2 separate regions of the Mus musculus genome follow, and region 1 is linked to region 2. A link is a contact called in public Hi-C data. All regions are on one chromosome and are shown on one strand. The core of a region is the stretch at or near the end of the contact, and the rest is flanking DNA. Distances in the headings are between cores, read along the strand shown.

What was found. A called contact is a pair of places that touch in the nucleus more often than the background predicts.
Region 1: a Hi-C map of embryonic stem cells shows a contact between it and region 2, with 2.8 times the contacts expected there. The contact joins two enhancer-like sites. A contact is called at or near these places in 1 of 484 Hi-C or Micro-C datasets (embryonic stem cells) and 1 of 115 datasets of contacts at active chromatin or transcription factors (embryonic midbrain).

The regions. Positions count from the first base shown.
Region 1 is chr19:60,071,019-60,078,580 of GRCm38.p6, reverse strand. It overlaps the pseudogene Csf1r-ps. Among named protein-coding and RNA genes, the nearest start is that of Gm41880, 24 kb to the right of the region's middle. Within about 2 kb of position 5,035, at least 14 of the 459 cell types and tissues checked have an H3K27ac peak or open chromatin away from gene starts, as enhancers often do. A contact at or near this core is called in embryonic stem cells, where this site is marked.
Region 2 is chr19:59,582,296-59,589,473 of GRCm38.p6, reverse strand. No RefSeq gene overlaps it. Among named protein-coding and RNA genes, the nearest start is that of Gm19956, 69 kb to the left of the region's middle. Within about 2 kb of position 3,428, at least 22 of the 459 cell types and tissues checked have an H3K27ac peak or open chromatin away from gene starts, as enhancers often do. A contact at or near this core is called in embryonic stem cells, where this site is marked.

The DNA.
Region 1 (7,562 bases), core at 3,786-6,285, 490 kb before region 2:
TTTTCCTCCTCTGCCTCCTTTATATGGAACAGCAGATTTCTATACAGTATTTTGAAAACCAGAGCTGCCTAAATAAGATTTTAAAGTTATTTCTTGGTACTTGTTTAAGGAGTTTTGGATAGGGTCATATTTTGAACATATGTAGAGAGCAGCATTCCATAATTGATTTATTAACATATGAGGTCATGTTTATGATTTCTTTCTGAAATATTTAAAAGCAAAGTATAACTGCATAATCCTGTAAAATCTATTCATCACAAACCTGCTTCAAAAGTTCATAAAAAGCACAAAAAGAGCCAGCATATTGTATTTAGTTACGGTTGAAGTTTGTGCTCCGAAGGACAAATGAATACGATTTGTATTTGCTATGGGTCTGCCTGCGTTCTCTTCACAGCACAAGGCATCTCCAGAGAGTTTGCTAAATAAGTCCAAATGGCAGAGATTCAGAAATCTAGAAAAAATGCAAACATCACATTCTTCTCCCCATGGTGGACAAGACAGGAATGGTTAAGAAATCCTTTAGAAAATATTACGTTTTCAAGTGTTTTCAAAAGGCCATGGAATTCCTGAAAGCTAAATCTCTCCCCATCCGTCCATCTCCAGCTTTCCTGTCAATGACTGTGATCTCTAAGAATGTGATGCGCAGGCTTTGTTCTGCTAAGCCTTTCTAATTTAGGCTTCATGGATCCTTCAGGCTCACCCATTTCTTGTCATCCCCTGTCGATCTCAACAGTTACCAGAGAAAGCTAAGACCCTATGCTGGCTCAAAGATAGGCTAAATTGACTCCCTTGAGGGGCAGTGTCTCGGTTACCAGGAAGCTTTCTTCCTGGAAAAATTACTTCCAAAATGCATATATATGTGTATGTACGTGTATGTAGGTGTGTATATATACACACACACATGTTCACATGGAGGTGTAAGAGGGCAACATTGATTATTGCTCTTTAGGAGTCATTGTTCTGTGAGACAAGGTCTTCCTCACTGGGACCCAGAGGCAACTGACCCATTTAGTGTGGCTGGTTAGTGAGCCCCAGGCATCCACCTGCCTCTGCCTCCCCAGCTCAGAGATTACAAGCACATACCTGGAAATAATGGATCCTTAGGGATCAAACTCAGCTCATATGATTGTGTATCTTTGTGGTAGAACCATCTTTCCTATCTCTAAAATCATCTCTTAAAAAAAGTTTTAGTATCCTTACATTTTATGTGTATGAGTGTGTGTGTGTGTGTATGTGTGTGTGTGTGTGTGTGTGTGTGTGTAGCTGGAGTTATAGGCAGTTGTGACTGCCTGATGTGGGTGTCATGAGCCACACTCCAGTCTTCTGGATGGGCAGCAAGCACTCTCAATGGCTGAGCCATGTCTCTAGCCCTCTCTGAATGAGGTAGCCTATGCCTCTTGCATGACGTTTATTCCAAATAGTGTATCATGAACTTTCCTAGATTTATTTCTGAGCTAATTTTTTCCTGGTATTTCTGGGAAATTGTAGAACAAAATGAAAAGAAGGAAAAGGAGAAGGAGAAGGAGAAGAAGGATAAGAAGGAAAAGAAGAAGAGGGGAGGGAAGGAAGGAAGGAGGGAGGGAGGAAAGGAAGGAAGGAAGGAAGGAAGGAAGGAAGGAAGGAAGGAAGGAAGGAAGGAAGGAAGGAAGGAAGGAAGGAAGGAAAGAGATTGTGAGGAAAGGGTTAAGTATCAAGAAATAAGACTGATTAGTCAGAACTATGAGATCCAAAAACCAAGGTTGGTACTTTTAGAGACTTTTCCAGAGCTATGGGCTTTGATGGGTTTGTTCTCATTTTGGCAGGTCTACATACCAAATTTAATGGCCTGAATGGTGCTTGCAGCATGGAACCAGTTGAACTTAGCACTTGGCACCAGTTACCTCCATCACCAATTATGTCTGTACCAGGATGATATTCCTTTCTGTCTGTACAGATGAGAACCATCAGCCTCTCCATCACTTTTCTGCAATTTTCTACAAAGTTGAAAGTTCTTCAAAAACAGTGAGAGTGGAGACTCCAAAACACCAGATAATCCCTATCATATTAATCTTGTCAACTTGGTTGAGCCTGGAATCAAATAAGAGACACCGTTGGGAGGGTTTGGGTGGCCATTTCCTGGAAGCATGAACTAAGCGGGGTGGGGAAGCTCTCACCAGTTGACATTCTCACACATGTTCAGACATGGAAAGGCCTGAGTGACAAGGGCTGCTCACTTTGTCCGCTCAACTTTGTGTCTAGCTACTGAGTGCATGTATTGTTATTGCAGCTCCTGTCATCAGGCTACAGCTAAGACTGACCTTCCAACATTACCTAAATACCAGGTATTTCTGTGAATCCTGCAGGCCTCCAGCACCAGCTCAGGACAACTGAAGCACCCAGGTTCAGGGAGTGAGCGAGCAGGTGCTGGCTTTTCGGCCTCTTTGGCATGCACAAGGCTGTTTGTTATTGGGCAACTTACCCCACAGCATGTAAACCATTCTAAGGAATACCCATTTATAGCATATAGTCTTCTATTGTTTCGGCTACTGATTGTCTCTGCTCAGGAGGATCTGTTTGAACCTGGTTTTTCAATCTTACTTTGGTAACTTTTGACAGTAGCAAACCACCAGGGATTCAGGTGCCCAGCCGAAGGAATGGTAACAATCCAGTTCGTTTTCAACTCTTCTTCAGTTTTCTTTGTCAGAAAGAAATTCAAGGAAGTTCAACATTTTAGCTAAGACTGTATCTCTTTGAGAAGGTAGAATTGATTTCAAAACAATTTCTAACCCCAAAGCACATTTCTCTTCATCCCCCCTCTATGAAAACAGAGTTGATGATATTTAGTTTCTTACACGTGATGTGACACTTTAAGATGTTTGGTGTCATTATGAAAAGGAAAACAAATAAGATTCCAAAGGTTTTGAAAAGTGATAAATGCCTTCACTCAAATCCCTCACACTGAAGACTTCATCACACAAGCAATAGCAAAGCTTCCCTTAGGTGTGGGCATTGTAGCTCCACATAAACCAGCCATCTTTCTATGCTATTTTCTAGTTCTCAGTCTTTAGCAGAACAGAGTTTTAGAGGGGTCAGAGAGGGCTAACATGGAATCATATTTTTATATTTTTGCCCTGATGTATAAATAATTTTTCTCTGGAGATGTGAAGTCAGATGCCCCATTCCAGGGGCTGGTTTGGGAAGATTCTGATGGTGACAATCCAGTAGCAATGAGTTATAGGCACCCAGATCTTGGTTTCTAAATACCAAGTCCCCTGGGAGACAAACAAAGGCTCTAGTGATGCCTCCTGTGAGGGACAGATCAGAGAGCCCTGGAAGGGCTCAGAGATCAAGCAAACATGTCAACAAGATTCTGGAACTGGTTAAAGACATTCCCGTGGCCAAATCTGAGACAACTTAAGCAACCGAAAGAATAATGGCAGCTGTGAGTCACAGCTCAGTGAATCCATGAGTCCGTGGTGTTACAAACAACAGAAGGGCACTTGAAAAACCTGGAGTTGTCAGTGGCAAAAAGAGAAGGGAAAGATTATTCTTGTTAAAAATGGCAACCAGTGAGTGCTGAAGGAAGGGTGGACTGGGGAGGGTGTCCACAGCATTCCTGTGTGGTTGAACAGTCCCTTTAACCACCAAAGTAAAGACAGAATAGGCGTGAGTCTGTGTGTCTACATTTGGAGTGCTAGGATGATAGCTCAGTGCAAGAACACTTGCACTGAGTTTGATTCTAGTGTCACAAGCACTAATTAAGCAAACCATGTATCTACTAGGATTTTATGCAAGCATTTCTAGGTTTTCCTGATAATAGAGACTTGAAGCTCATTCTGTACCTTAGCTGCACATATCTTTTGTGCCCACCAGGCTCCATGTCCAGTAGTGTGCAGGCATAAGTAGTTTAACTGTATTTAATTTTTTTCTTATTCATTGAGAGTTTCATGCTTGCGTTTAACACATCTTGATTATGTCTTCATCTCTGACTCCTCAAGCCCTCCATCCTCCTCTCAAATTCATGTCCCCGTCTTTTAGTTTCTGTTTTTTTTTGTTTGTTTGTTTTTCGAGATAGGGTCTCTCTGTATAGCCCTGGCTGTCCTGGAACTCACTTTGTAGACCAGGCTGGCCTCTAACTCAGAAATCTGCCTGCCTCTGCCTCCTGAGTGCTGTGATTAAAGGCATGTGCCACCACACCCGGCTGGCTTCTAGTCTCTTAAATATGTCACCTGCTGGGTCCAGTTAATGTTGCACACATGCACATATGCACATGGGTCTGGAGTTGATCCGGTGTCCATTCTCCAACAACTCTTGACTGTACTCTTTCACAACAAGCCTCTGGGGTGCCTCTGGATCTTAGAGTTTTTCTAAACCCCTCTTCTACCATGGTCCCTGAGCATGAGGGAAGTGGCTTTGTTGTTGATGTCTCATTTGGAGATGGACACTCCATAGACCCCCATTCTTTGCCCTTTGACCTGTTGTGGATCTCTGCAATGACCTTAGTGTTTTCAGAAAGAAGTTTCTCCAGCTAGGGCTGAGAGCTGTAGGAATGCGCTCAGTGTGAGGGTGTCAGGATAACTACTTAGAAGGCAGAAGGATGGTGTATCAATTTATCAAAATGGTAGTTTAATTATGCATCTACTGTTGCAATTTTGAAATATATTTCATGCTGAAATAAATTATTCATATCTGCCTGTGCATACTTTGTTTCTTTCCTCTGGATAAATATTGAGAAACAGGATGCCTAACTCAAAAGACAGTTTTAGTATCCATTTTCCAGTTTTCGTGCAGATTTCCCAGAAATGACTGATACCTCCCTCTGCAGCAAGTGCTTATGACTTGTGATTTATTTATAGTAGCCATCGGGCTAATTGCTATCCATTGGGCACTTGCACCTTGCCCCACTGCACATAGAGGAGTCTTCCCATGGTCCCCATCAGCAACTTTTCAATGCTGCCAATATTTTTCCATACAAACAAAGCACCCCGAGGCTCCAGGGGCCCAGTCATTCAGAATTACAATAGGGAACAAAGTGTGCTGGAATGTGAAGTCATTTCCTCCACTCTCTGGAGCCCATTCTCTTTTTACTTGGCTGAGCAACCTCTCACATGGTGGTGGAAGCAGGGCCTCATTTCCTGTGACTTGGTGTCTCTCCATGTTTAATTTTCACAAATGACAACTCACCCTTTACTCAAGGGAAGGGAGTGACCTGCTCTCTCATCCTGCTTGGATCTTATTTCCTGTAAACTTGGCTGGGTCCATCTCTGCCTCCCTACTCCAACAGTGCATATGCAAATACACATGTGTACTTTCACTCCATGGGAGCACATGTATGTGCAACCACACATCTTATACTTCCGAGTCTAATCCAAAACCACATGTTTTTGTCTCTTCCATACCATTATCTTAGGAAAGGCCCTAGTTCTTCAAAGCAAACTTACGTTTAGTTATCTGCTTAGTCTAGTAATATAATATCTTGATACCAATATTTCAACATGACTATCAACAACCTTGCATCATGTTAAATTCCCTGCTGCTATTTTATGTTCTTAGCCTTTCTACAACTGCGGGTATATGTTCAAAACTTATATTCTTTATTTCTGCCTGATATGTTATCAATTTTGTACACAGTTTTGTCACTTTGTTTCCATATATATTTAAATTTAGTATTGTTTCCATTTTTCCTTAACTTTACGTTTAAACACATAAGGCATAAACATTATTCAAAATTGAAAACAATGATGAATAGAAGTCTTATTTCTTTTTCCCTTTTAGTTTTTATCACTTGACTCTCATAAATAGGCACTTTTATTGTGTTGCCTTTTCATTTGGGAGGTTGGAGGAAATTTTATTTCTCCTTCTGTCTTGCCTGTGATACTTTACACACACGCTTCATTAAGTATAGTTTTGCTTTCTCAGTTTGCACTCTTTTCCCCTACAGCATACACCCCAACTCTATCATCCATCAGTTTGTGTAAAAAGCCTCATCCTTTAATCTTTCCTCCTCTCCCAGTTATGTGTTTGTTCTTACACATTACATTTAAAGCTCTCTTATTTGAAGTTTATTTTGTGCATTGTGTGAGGACAAAGAAGATTGCAAATTAGCTTTAAGACTATTAGTTGCGGGCTGGTAAGATGGCTCAGTGGGTAAGAGCACCTGACTGCTTTTCCGAAGGTCCAAAGTTCAAATCCCAGCAACCACATGGTGGCTCACAACCACCCGTAATGAGATCTGACTCCCTCTTCTGGAATGTCTGAAGACAGCTACAGTGTACTTACATGTAATAAATAAGTAAATCTTTAAAAAAAAAAAGACTATTAGTTGCTTGGCTTGTGGTTTCTTTTTGGAAATTTCTAGAACATGTGACTTCTAAAATACAAGTACTATTAGCCACACTGATGGCAACATTGTCTGAGAACCTTAGTCTGGGTGTCTTGCTACTAAACTGGCCCATACAGCAGAGCAATGTTTGGAATCCTCAGTCTGCATTAGTCTTGGAAGGAAGGTGTGGGTCTGGGCTACTCGAATCACAAGTGCACGGGGATTTCTTCAAGAGTTGCTGTTAGGGCTGAACTGAGGTTCAGTTGGCAGAATGTTTGCTTAAGATGCATAAGCTATGCTTATTGATTCTAAGCATATGGATTCCATAGCATAAAGGTGGCATAGTAGCAAGCACCTGTAACTCCAGGCCTTGGGAGTTGGTAGCAAGAGGATCAGGGGCTCAAGGCTATCCTTGGCTATACAAGTTTGAAGTCAGTTGAGGCTCATGAGAATCTGCCTAAAAACAAAAATAAATAGAGAGAGAAAGAAAAAAGCAAGAAAGCAAGAAAGAAGGAAGGAAGGAAGGAAAGGAAGAAGGAAAGACAAGTAATTTCTTTTGGAAAGAATGGGTGGGAGATCCAGCTAGCAGGGATGAATGGTAGAAATACTCTCTAGCAAGCAAATGAAACAGGTAACAGAGGAGTCAGCGATGAGGAAAGAGTGAATGACCAGGGTTGCCTTCTGAGGACAGCTGTTCTCTCCATCAAAGGCCAGAGCGAAAGAGCTTCGTGGCTACAAAAAGAAGCTCCCATAAAGGACCAGAATGCTAAAGATTAGAGTTGGGCTGGAAGCATCAGTAGAGGTATGCCAGGGCAGGAAGTGGGAGTGGGTTGGTTGGGGAGCAGGGGGAGGGTATAGGGGACTTTCAGAGAGGAAACTAGGAAAGAGGATAGTATTTGAAATGTAAATGAAGAAAATATCTAATAAAACATATTTTAAAGATTAAAAAAAAGCCACCTTAGAGAAGGTAGAGCTGGTGGTCATAGTTTGTTGCTGCCTGCCAGGAGAACTCATATTCACACACATTCTATAGTCTGCACCAAGTGCTTTGGATTTAGCTCAGCATGGAATGTGAGCTGTGTTCTTCAAATTCAGAGGTGGAAGAAGAAACTCAGCCATCTCAGAGAGTTTTATGGATAAGCCCCAAGAGCATTAAAGAATGTATTGCATAGAAACAAACACAACTTATAAGGATTTAGAGAGATTTCTGACATAGACCATAAAATCTGGCTCAGGGAAACATCCATGAGTTAAGAGCATT
Region 2 (7,178 bases), core at 2,179-4,678:
CTTCTCCATCCTGGAGCTGCCATTTCCCACCCATGTTCTAGGGCAGTTGGAGGCTGCCAGTCTGCCTATTTCAAGCTTTCTCTGCCTGTCAAATCCACATACCTCATCAGAGGCTCAGCCCTTCTCCCCTCCTGCAGATGTACTTGGGGCTATTTTGGGAAGATTTTGCTACAACAGCCTCTGAGTGCTAATTAATGTGACTTTGGAGAGAATTTTCCATTAGTAGGCAAGAAAAAAAAAAGCAGAAAGATAAATCACCTTGAAGTCTAATGAGCAGTGCTGGCCCCCCAGCCCAACAACATCCAATCGGCTAAAGTGTAACTTTCTCCAGTGTCCAAGTTCACAGCTAAAGTTGCTTCTTATGATACGCTTGTTTGGTGCAGATTTTGAATACGTACAACACTCGGATACTGAGCTGGAGCATGTTGAGAATACAGTCAGGAAAATATGTCAGGGACAGAGAAATCGAATTTCAAAAGACAGCACAAATAATAAAACTTGGCTTAGGATTTGTGGAAAATCAGAGAGGGCTGCCTGGAAGAGAACAGGTCATGTGGTATGTCCGTAAAATTCAACATGGATCCAAAGTCTGACATGGGCAACTCATAAGTTGTGTGACCAAGGTAAGTCACTTAACTTCTCTGAGCCTCCCTTTCTTCACTGGAAAATCCAGTGTGGGAGGGAAGCTCTTGTAGAATGGGTGGGTGTTGTGATAACTGAATTTATACTGATAGACTCCAAGGTCTGCTGCATAGTAACTGCTCATTAAAAGTTAGCTATTAAACAGCTGCTCTCTGCCAAATGAGGAAAATAGTGGAGCTCATTTTCCCGGTAGGGTAGAAAACATTTAGGGAGATGATATAGCCAAGATCTTGACCCAGATCCGGTACACACTAGATGAGACTGAAAGTGCCCTTGGTCACAACGATGAGAAGGAAGAGAGGAAAGGGGGACCAGAGGAAAGCTATGTCAGCTCCTCCCTCCTGCCCAGCTCTCCCAGGGGTCTGAGTCCATCCTTTGGCACTATGCCCTGGGCTGCTAAGTGTCTGCTCCAGCTTCCCAGCCGCACATCCGCCAGAAGCGGGCGGTGCTGACTTTTCCCGTGCTGTCTCTGTTCTCAATCAAATGTGCCACTTTTCTGCCTCGTTTCACACATTGTGAGAGACATCCGCATTCTGGTCTCTCAGTGTCCCCAGGTCAGCTCCTCCTGACCGGTCATGTGCCCACTGATGCGGCTGAAGTCCATTATCTTCCAGATTAATTGTTGGCCTAAGGATCAACTGCCCCGCCCACGCCTCCGCCCCACCCCCGCCTCGCCCCGCCCCTTGGAGCCAGTCAGGCTCTGCGGGGTCATGGTGACTCTGAGGGAGCTCTTCGGTGAATTCTGAAAAGCATATAACCTCCTGTGAGCACCCTGGGGTGACACAGATGAGACACCCCTGAGGTGAAGCGAGACACATGGGCTTCTGAAGAAGTTTGAGTTCTTTTCCAAATCCATCTAGTAAAATCATTGCTCCCCTGTCTCACTTGTTGGTTTTTTTTTTAAGGGGGCTGTTAATGAAATGCACAGAAAAGTAAAAACATGTCATGCAAATTAGACACCTTTGGGGATTTTTAAAAACTTGTTTGAAGGGCTAATTAAGAAGCTATTAAAATAATTAATAATAATCTGCTTTTCCCAAATTCCTTTCAGTTGGGAAGTGTAAGTGACTCCATTTTATTCTGCTTTTTAAAGCTCAGAGGTGTCAGGTCACTGGTTTCTGTCTTCTGAGTAGCGGGTCCCTCATTTCCCTGGAAATATTTTTCTAAACTTTTGGTGGTGTCATTTTCCAGGGGAATCCCATTAATGTTCTTCCTGGACGGTGTTTTCCTTCTCTCTGGGCCATTCCCGAAGTAGCAACGTGGTCAACTCGGAGCAGAGTAACTCCGAAAGCGCCCTGGGAGAAAACTGTTCTGAGCTACAGGAAATTAAAAAATTCCTGCAATACCGACCCACTGCTCAAAGTCAGTCTGTGGTGTCCCAGCGCCACTCCACTCTGAAGTCAGTCCAGAAAGAGTTCTGAAGAGTCGTTTCCAGGCTTATAAAGGGTCACATCACGTATTGAAGCCATATTGGCTTCTGTGTTTTGTAAACTTCGAACTCATTACTAAACCCTTGTCTCTTCCACCCCCGGGCCTGACTCCCACCTCCATCAATCTGAGCCTGAAAACACATCATGAGAAATGCTGAAAAGCACTGTACACGTGGCGATGTGATAAAGCACGGATCACTTTGAGCCGGAGTTTTCCAGCGATTTCCAAGATGCACAGGAAGATGAGCCACACTGTCCCCTTTCTAGATCTAGGCTGGTCCCCAACATTTCTAGGAAACAACTAGGATTGTTTCCTCCGTGCTCCTGCTCCCTGTCTTTGGCATAAGCCACAGGCCATGTCTGAATCCAAAAACGCCAAATTCTTCCACCTGTGAAGGCCAGGATGGGGAGCTCTCAGGGTGACATTCTCCCTGATAGGGACTTCATGTGGGCTCTCCAAGTTCCCACGCAAAGATGCTGGCATCTTCCTGGGTTCCCAGGTGAGAGCAGAATGAAGGTGTGGCCCCCTGAAACTGTCACATGATGAGTTACATCATAACAAGTAGAGTAACTGCTAAGGGATCCTGTGTCATTCTCCAAGAGCACGGAGCAACAGAGAGTGGGGTGTCTGGGCAACCTCCCTCTACTGTCACTGGTCTACACTGAGCTCCTCCGGTGCCGGTGCCGGTGCCGGTGCCAGTAGCTTTCATACTTGCAACTCCTTCTCTAGGTGGGTGGTGATGAGCTCCAACATAAAGGGAGAGCGGGTGCTCTGGAGGCAAGGTAGCTTAGGCTTACTGCCCAGCTCTGCCATATCCTACCTGAGTAGTCATAGCAATCGCTTGACCTCTCTGATCTGGATTTCTCTTATGTGAAAGCAGAGTTCGTGCCATCCCCTTTCTGGAGGCCCACTGGAAATGGGCAGAACCTTTAACATATGGTTCTGGTAGCTCAGGCTACACCGTGAGAGGCAGGGAGGTGAACTGAGAGGGCTGCTGGGAATAACTGCAGAGTGGTGCCCCAAACTCTGGATCCAGGGACAGAATAGATCTGTTCTTTATCACCCAGCCCAACACCTCTTAATGAAATGTAAATGAGGGCTCTCACTAGCCTGGCTTTCTCTCAGTGGGGAGAGAAAGTGTGAGTAGAACAGCCAAGGTGGCCTTGGTCTAGGTTGAGGAGAAAGCACCTAGTCTTTCTCCTCTGGGTGTGGCCTGCTGAGGGGATAGGGGCATGCGTCTCTTTAAAGAGGAGTGCAGCCCTGTTTAGGAACTCACATCCCTCTGAGCATCCTGCAAGACAATGAAATTCCTCAGGGCTGAAATTCCTGGAGATGCAAGAAGAGACACATTCCGAGCTTTGGAATCTGGAGGGCCGGACTCCTTCCTGTCTCCCTTGAGCAAAGAGGTGAAGCTTGTGGAAGGCAGCTGTCCTGACCAGGAAGTTGTCTCTGGGGCCTGCCAGCACAGGCATATTAAGTCCTAGAAGCCAGCTGGCTCTGACCTTCTAACCCCAGGGCTTGAGCGGCAGAATCACAATTTTCCCTCCATCAGACAGAGCTTCCTGTATGTTTACATGAGGCCAAGCTTCTGAAGTCACTACTGAGCCAGATCACCATGGCTCAGTCATCCCCGGGACCAGAGTGAGCTTCCTCAGAGACATTTCAGAAAGGCCCAAATGAAAGCTTATAAGTTGTACCCAGGTGGGGTAAAGCAAGTGTGTAGCAGTCTCCAGCTCAGAGGAGCACAAGGGAGGGTCTGATGTAGAAACCAGGGAGAAAATCTTGGGGAAAAGCCCCCTGGAGTTGATCAAGTCAGCCAATCAATTAATTATGTAGTTCATAGTCAAAGTCTGCCTTCCATTCAACTCAGTCAATCAGCGAGCAGCGCTGAGGACCCATCGTTCATCAAACAAAATATGAGATGGTCTGTCAACTAAAAGTGGTCCTGGTGTGAATGGTGATACGGGCCCCAAGATAAAAAAACATAAATGTTGACATAGAGACACAGGGCAAGAGAACATGGGTTGTACTGGGTGGAACAGGTGCCTACCCAGGCTTCTCACAGGCAGAACACAACTTGGATAAGAAGAATGGCAGGTGCCTAGGACACAAGCAGAGCCCTAAAGATGTGAAAGAATGTGGCCTCATGGGAAATCGTCACAAGGGATTCGATTTGGGGCCTATGCAGTCAGAGAAAGAGCTCAACACCAGATTCAGGTGACCCAGTGTGACAAAGGTTCTTGCTGATAGAAGGGATTACCTGCTGGCCTCTAAATGACCTGGGTGGCCTGGGGCATGTGTCTACCGACCCCCTACTTTCTTTAGCTTGAAAACCTGGGAGAATCGCCTGTGCTTTCACCTTTTCCTTCTCGTCCCAGCCTTGAGTCCCCTGGAATTGATCCTCCGAGACTTCACAATGCACCAGGCAGACTTCCTGTAGCCCCTCTGGGCTGGCTGCCCATCTGAGCTTATTGTGAGGATGATGAGCAAAGAGTCAGGTCCTTTCTGAGCCTCTCAAAGCTGTGATGCATGTCCTGGGAACTCAGGGGCATAGTCATGGCAGATGCGGCCCAAGATGCTAGCTCAGTCCACAGTACCGACAGAGCTCTGCTCAGACATCAGGGAGAGAGGAGAGAGGGTAGAACACAGGCCTTCATACTTCTCTGCCTGGGCTCACCTTTCTCTCCACTCCGACCTTGATGCCAGTCCCTTCTCCACATCACACCCAGCTGAGGCCCAATCCAACAATCCTCCGAGAGCAATCCGTGAAGTATGCACTTTGCTCTCACACCTCTGATCTGCTGTGGCCAGGAGATGACAAGGAGGGACTCCAGGGAGTTGTTCCCACCTAATACATCTGTGTGTGCTGATGGAGGCCAGGCAACCCACATTTGCAGCTCAGCTCCTGGCCCTCAAGGCCTCTAGGCTCCCTGGGCATCTCTGCTGGGTCTGAATCCTAGGCACAGGGAAATCTCTTCCTTCCAGCAAGGCCAACACAATGAAGAGGCTTTCCACCACAGCTGGAAGACAACTTCTGTAGACAGACTAACACCTGTTTTTCTCACTTCCCAGCCAAGAAGAAAAATAAGTGGGTTTTGTCCAGCCTGAAGATCTAACAGAACTTTCAGCTGCTGAGTTCTAAAATGCTGCCAGGAAACCTAGTAAGGTGACACACACTTTTAATATGGAGGGAGAGGCAGGGAAATTAGAGGTTCAAATCTGATAAATACTGAATTTGAGACCAGCCTGAAATAATGATAAATGATAGATACATAGGTGATAGATAGATAGATGCACAGTTAGATAGATGATTAATAGATGATAGACTGATAGATTAATAGATGGTAGATACACTGATATATAAATGATAGATACATAATACATGAATATATACATAGGTGATGATAGATGTGAATGCATGATAAATGGTGATGATGATGATAGATACAAACATACATGAAAGATAAATGATAATACATGCATACATACCTACATGGATGATAGATAAATGACACATACATACACACATAATAGATGATAGATAAATAGATACATAGATACACAGATCATAGATGGCCCCTGGGTGCCCATGGACTCCTCAATCTGTGTGCAATACACATCCTCCTCAGCCTACTCCTTGTATCCACACCTAATTTGGGACAGGCAAGCCCCTGCCCCAGACTTCAGAGCCAAACTTCTGATCTAATCTTCACCCCTGTCACTTGATGGGATGGCTAATTATGAGTGTCAGCTTGGCAGGATATGCAGCCACCATGGGGACACACCTCTGGGTATGTCTGTGATGTTTCCAGAAACATTTAACAGAACAGGAAGACCCTCCCTAAGTGTAGATGACACCGCTCGGTGGGCTGAGGTCCTCAGGTAGATAAAACGGAGAAATCCAGCTGAATACAGCTTGTGTTCTCTGCTCTCTGAGTACGGTGCAGGACCACAAGGCGGCTGGTTCCAACATCTACCTCAAAGTGCTCACAACGGCCTCCGACTCTGATGCTTCTGGCCTCTCTGGGCTCTTACACTCACACTTTTATGCTCTTGGAAGTGACACACACACACACACACACACACACACACACACGGGGGGGGGTGCTTTTAAATGAAATAAATCTTTTTTTTTAAGTGCCCTCACTAACTGCCTTGCATCGAGGGCACTACATCTAACTTCTCTGGATTAAACTCAGCTCCTTCCTTTTAAAACTGTGTGACACTGAAAGAATTACTGAACCTCTCTGAGCCTGTTTCTTTATCTGCAAAATGTCTTCGGTCCATATAATAAATTTAATGAAGCATTGAGTACAGAGTCCTTGCCCTTAGGTAGATGCCACTAGGACGGTCATGACGCTCATTACAATGTGAGCACTTTTGCCGTCAGTGCCCCAGGCAGAGCACTGACATGTCCAACTTCCCTAAGAGCAGATCTTCTAGCCCTTGAAAGTCAAGCTCAATGGACTATTCAAGCCACGGGACCTTTGCACGTGCTATTTCTCTGCATGGATTCTCCCTCACCACTATTTTTGCAGCAGGCTCTGTTCGTCGTTCAGGCCTATTCAGGGAAGTCGCCTTTCAGAGGACCAGCTTTCCCTGCTACACTCATCCCAGGCCCTGGTGGTTTCTTCCGCGGCGTTTGTAAAGTGTATATAAGGAGAGACTGCACATGCTCCTGGTCTTCCCACCTGGCACTTGAGCACGAAGCTCAGGAAATAAATGTTGAGAGACTGTTCAGCAGGGAAACTACTTGGGCTCAGCCAACAGAGCCCAGCAAAGGTGTGGACTGCAGGCAAAGGCGCCGGCCTACAGATGGAAGGGGGGCCTCCTTCCCAGCAAGCCGCACAACAGCCACACCTGGCCTCGCAGGCAGGACTCTCTGCACTGCTCACTAGAGACAAATTGGAGGAGGTTCAGAGGAGCTAGACAAGCAGAATCAGGAGGAGGGAGAGGGTGATTTATAAAGAAAGATAAAAGGGCCAGCTCGGCCAGGCCAGGCTGCAGGCTGCAGGCTGACTCCTCTAACAGCCTCCAAATGTGGGCAAGCTGTGGACTGGGGGCAGGGATGGCTCTTCTGCAGAGTACAGAGACAGTCAGTCATG